2 separate regions of the Macaca mulatta genome follow, and region 2 is linked to region 1. Evidence: chromatin contacts called from public Hi-C data. All regions are on one chromosome and are shown on one strand. The core of a region is the stretch at or near the end of the contact, and the rest is flanking DNA. Distances in the headings are between cores, read along the strand shown.

Evidence for each region. A called contact is a pair of places that touch in the nucleus more often than the background predicts.
Region 2: a Hi-C map of fetal cortex germinal zone shows a contact between it and region 1, with 2.5 times the contacts expected there. The contact joins the promoter of ANKRD37 here to the promoter of CFAP97 in region 1. A contact is called at or near these places in 2 of 14 Hi-C or Micro-C datasets (fetal cortex germinal zone and fetal cortical plate).

What each region holds. Positions count from the first base shown.
Region 1 is chr5:193,643,543-193,646,242 of T2T-MMU8v2.0, reverse strand. It overlaps CFAP97 (cilia and flagella associated protein 97), which reads left to right and starts at 1,350. Exons shown (of 4, transcript XM_078002495.1): 1 at 1,350-1,444.
Region 2 is chr5:193,828,804-193,831,503 of T2T-MMU8v2.0, reverse strand. It overlaps ANKRD37 (ankyrin repeat domain 37), which reads right to left and starts at 1,393. Exons shown (of 5, transcript XM_015139624.3): 1 at 1,126-1,393; 2 at 789-941. The coding sequence starts at 1,152. LRP2BP (LRP2 binding protein) reads left to right here and starts at 789. Exons shown (of 9, transcript XM_015139616.3): 1 at 789-1,223.

The DNA.
Region 1 (2,700 bases), core at 101-2,600:
TTGAGCCACCGCGCCCGGCCACGCCCAGCTAATTTTTGTATTTTTAGTAGAGACGGGGTTTCACCATATTATTCAGGCTGGTCTTGAACCCCTCTCAGATGGCCCACCCGCTTCAGCCTCCCAAAGTGCTGGGATTACAGGCGTGAGCCACCACGCCCAACCAATGGTTTCTTTTAGGCAACAAAAAGAGAATTGATTATACTTTTGGTAATTAAGACCAACAAGTACAAAATGCATTGTGAAGGACCAAAACAGACAATCTTTACTGGAACTCCCCGGGACAGGGTAAGACCCATATTTCCTACCCTTCTTTGCACTTAGGGTATGAACAATATTTATTGAGTACCTACTGGATTGGGTACCATTGCTGCTATAACAAATTACTACACATTTAGTAGTTAAAACAACACAAGTGTATCGTCTTACAGTGCTGAAGGTCTTAAGTCTAAAATCAAAATTTGTGGGCTCGGGTTCCTTCCGAAGGTTTCAGGAGAGAATCCGTTTCCTCCTTTTGCAGCTCCTACCTGCACTCCTTGGCTCATTACCTCTTTCTGACATCACTCCAACCTCTAGCTTCTGTGCTCACAGCTCCCACTACTGACTTTGAACTTCTTGTCTCCCTCTTATAAGGACCTTTGTGATTCCGTTGGGTCCACTGGATAATCCAAGTTAATCTTCCCATTTTGATCCTTAATCACATCAGCTAAGTCCTGTCTGCTACATAAGGTGACATATTCACGTGATGTGGGGATTAGGAGGTACACATTTTTGGGGTGCCATCATCCTACCATACCTGAGAGTTCAACGAGAAGTTATTGCATTCAATATATTCTGCAGAGATCATTTTTACCTTAGATTGTTTTAACTACCCACCTCGTGGACCCCTCGGCAAAGGTCTTTCCATTCTGCTACCAGCCTCTGGTCCATAGGACGAACTAGTGGTATGAACTGAACTTTGCTGATAGAAAATATCACAAACACACAGCCGCCGTCCTTTTTTATTCTTGTTTTGGTAGAGAATTACAAGATAATCAAGGCAGCTTTCCCTATTAACTCACGATAACAACGGGGCCTACCCGCGTCGCCCTAGGCAGCCGGGAGCAGCAGTAATGCCTCTAGGGCGCCCTGGCAACCACGCGGGCTGGACCGCCTTCTTCCGCGGCTCTTCTCGTGTGCGCGTCCCTGGCCCGGCCTCCAGCTCCGCCCGCGTGGAGCCCCGGCCTGGCCGCCTGCCCGCCGCGCTCTGTGACGCCCGCCGCGAGGGCCGCGCGAGGCCCGGCGTGCGCCCCCGCCTCTCCCGAAGCGCCGGGCCCCGCGCCGCCCCTCCTTTCCCTTTCCGCTCTCTCCGCCTCCGGAAGCGCGGGCGCGCGGCGCCGGGAGCCCGTTCAGGGTCGCGGGAGTGCGCCAGCGCCGCGCGTGGGGCTGTGGCGGCCGCGGCTCTCAGGTGAGGGGCGCGCGAGCGGCTCCTGCCTCCCTGCTCGCGGGGTCACGCTCCTTTCCGTTCGAATCCGTTTCCCCGCTCCGGAGCCCAGGCGGCGGCGAGTACTCGGGGTGGGTTTAACGAAGCCTGCGCGGGCGGTGGGAGGCCGCGCCCCCACGACAGAGGCGCCCGTGGCGGCGGGTCCCGGCGCCGCCGCACCCCGTTCCCCGGCGAGAACGGTGGGTCCCGCCCTCTCACGCGTTCCGGGTGGCGTTGAGGGTCGGGATCATCCCTAAATTGAGATTGGGCCGCGACCACATGCAGGGCCCTGACGACTGCCTCCTACCTCTAAGTACTCGAACCTATCCCACGAGGCCCGAGGGACCATTTGCCTTCCGGGGACGGTAGGGGGTGTGGACAAGAGCCCAGAGTTCCTTGAAACAGGTGTTTAATTTGGGCCGGGATTTTCATGTACCCAATTGGGTATCTTGTTGGAGGCCTATTGTACTATTTAACTACAGAAATGTCACAGTAACAAGATGACAGTTTAAAAAGTGTCCGGTGCTTTTCTGTGTATTTTCCTGATGTTCGGTGAAAGCGCTAGTCGGGTTACTGCTGACTGTAGGACCTGGCAAGTGGGGTGTGTCCAGTGACTCCCAGGCAGCTTTGGTGAAAACTTGCCTCTGTCTCTATTTTTATTTTTTGAGACAAGGCCTTGCTCTGTGCCTCAGGGTGGAGTGCACGATCATGTCTCACTGCAGCCTCCCAAGTCCTGGGCTCAAGCCATCCTCCTGTCTCGGCCTCCCAAAGTGCCGTGATTACAGGCGTGAGCCACGCCCCTCCTGGCAAAGCTCTGTCTTGATTGAGCACCAGAGGGTTGTTATGGTCTGATGAACTATCCTTTAATTTTACCCTTTCCTAGTCTGTTGTAAAGAGAGTCTTAACTACTTTATTAAGTCATTTTTCTTATTTATTCTCTGTGGTAAATTAAATCACTTCGTAGTAAATGTTATCAAAAGAATTGCTTAGTGGATGGGAATGTTGGGTAAATTTTCCTGTAAATTAAGTCACATGAGTGTTTAAATCTTTACAATAACGCTGTTGGATGTTATTAACCAAAATTTAAACCTGAAAAGTCTCACAGGCACCGGACTACGCACCATGGCGCGTGAACTGTGGCCATTTAGGGAGGCAGCCGGCTTCCAGCTCTTGGGGACTTGTATGACCTTACCATAGATGCAGATAAAGGCATAGTTCTGGTGTGTGTATCTGGAGGGGTG
Region 2 (2,700 bases), core at 144-2,643, 190 kb before region 1:
CCTGTAATCCCAGCTACTACAGAGGCTGAAGCAGGAGAAGTTCTTGAACCCAGGAGGCAGAGATTGCAGTGAGCCGAGATTGTGCCATTGCACTCCAGCCTGGGTGACAAGAGCAAAACTCTGTCTCAAAATAAACAAAAACGTGTAGCCATATCCATATACATTAAAATGTAAGCAAATAAAAAGAGTTCTCCCAGAAGAGTTTACAATTTAAAATTCACCATGTTTCAATATTCAACGGAAGATGAAAACTACATTAAGAAAATTCTTTAGGAAATTAAAATGCTTGTGGACATAGCTCACAAGTATTTGAATTGCTACCGGGAGACTTAGTAATGTAGCAATTACTTCTTTTGAAATAAACTAGATCTGTGCTGTTCAATATGAGTCAATAGCTACTTAAGGCTAGAGTATCTGAAATGTGGCTAGTCTGATTGGAGATATGCTGTCACACCGGATTGTGAAGACACAGAGTAAAAGAAAATGTAAAACATCTAATCAGCAATTGCTTTATGTTGATTACATATTGAACTGATGATAATTTGGACAAATTGGGTCAAATACTAAAATTCCATGTTTATTAATGTGGCTACTTAAAAACTTGAAATTTCTCATGTCCTCACATCAAGACTGGAAAAAAATTTTAAATTACATCTGTGTCTTGCATTCTATTTCTGTTGGACATCGCTGCTATAGAGCTGAAGCAACTCTCGGCGTCTGAGAAATGTTTGTTTGGATCTGGGCTGGAGGGGAGGGCTGTGCACAGCAACAATCAGTTACCTAGTTACCTGTTGGTTGAGGTCAGCGCCCGTTTGCAGCTGCCAGAGAAGAAAGCAAGCAAGGCCGCTTCCTGCGGCTAAGTGGACAGGCGACTGCTCGCAGGGATCCGGGGGTGCGTTGACCGAGGCTCCTGTCTCCAGCAAATGCTTCAGACCATCCACCTGCGGGAAGAGAACAGATCCAGCACCTCTCTCACCTTTGTCCAGTCCCGCGCCCCTCCAGGCTGGAAATCTCCTCGCCCTTCGCAACCTCTGACCAGGCGAGACCAGGCAGCGCCCAGTGGTCAGTCCCCGCGTTCCCGAGAAAACGCGTCTGGAAACTTGAGCCTGCAGGACGAAAGCTCACCTCGGGGTTGCAATCCAGCAACAGCATTTCCCGCCTAAGGCAGATGACAAGAGTCCTTGGAAGCGCAGAGCGGTGGGACGCTCGCCGCACCGCGGCAGGTAAGAGTGCGCACCGGCGCCGGCCCCAGCACGGGAGAATTTAAAGACCACTGGGACTTGCGGGCCGGCCCTTGGCAGCCGCGCCCCAGCTCCGGTTGCGCCCGAGCAGTCTAATCCCCAACCACCTGGACCCGGTCCAGCCCCGCGGAGGCCGCACGTACACAAACACTGGCACGTGGAGCCCGGCGCCGGGGGCAGGATGGGGCGGGGGCGGGCGCGCGAGGCCATCCGCCGATTGGCCAGCTGCGGATGCGCCAGGCCCTCCCACCTCGGGGCGGGGCCCGCGGCCGCCGCACGGAGCCTCAGCGCGCGTGCGCAGGGTAAGTCAGTGGGCGGGGACGGACGGGAGCCCGGGCGGGAGGGGTGCCGCGGCCGCCATGAGGCGCGCTGAGTTTGACACGTCTCCTGATAGCGCGCCCGCCCTTTAATCCTTCCGGAGAAGCGGGAGTTTCGGCCGCAGGTTTTGGCTCTGCCGGCGCGCACGTAACCAGGAAACAGGGAGCCGCACGCAGCTCCCCGTCGACGCCGCGCTCAGAAGCCGCTGTGCACCGCGCTGCTGCCGCCTCGGCGCCGGGGAATGCGAGTTCCTTTATCTCGCGCGCCGTCGCCCGCTTCCCAACCCGGGGCGTGAAGGCAGGGACTGCGAGCGCGAATTCGAGGGGATGGCTGTCCCGAGCGGCAACGGCCGAGCCCGGCCCCCGCAGGGGTCCTTGTGGAGGAGCCCCCGGGGAGAGGCCGCAGCACGCTGTGGCCGTCACGCCGGTCCACGCCGGGCTCTCCTCACGGGAGAGCGGCCCCGGCCGCGTGCGATTCGGACCCGCGGGGCTGGGGATGGCGCCCTCCTGCGCCGCGGGTGCTGCCGGGCGTGCGTCGCTGCTTTGGTAGAACAGACCTGACTTCCGATGGCTGCCGCTGACGTCAGAGCTGCTCCCTAGACTCTCCCTAAGCGCCTTTCCAGAAGGATCTGCGTAGACACCAAAGCTCCAGCCTAGTGGTTTCTTTTCCCCTACACTTTTAGTGATTCCCTTGTGTTGATGTCTTTGAAAGCACGGAGGAATAAATACGTTTGTTATTGTGCTGTTAGAAGACAAGCTCATGCTTGTCCTCTAAAGATAAGTGGTCTTTTCATTCTAATTTTTGTTCTGTAGTAAGAGCCATAAAATTTGCAATCGCAAGTTTATGTTGTTAGTTACCCAAGGGGTGGTTTTAAGCATTTTTACTCATATGAATGTTTGAACATAAATGTGTGTTCAAACATAGAATCATTCTTACATTAGGTATTTTTAATACTTAAACTATTCGCAATACCTTTTAATGATGTTTAAAGAATGGCAGTGCAGAGATTACTGTCAGAGAGTTGTGAGGTGATCACGTGTCCATATTGCCAATTTCCCTTTTGTTTAAATTCAGTAAACATTCCTTTTTAAAACACATGCATTGAAGCTTCAGGTTTGCACAGAAGTTCATTTTCAGGAAT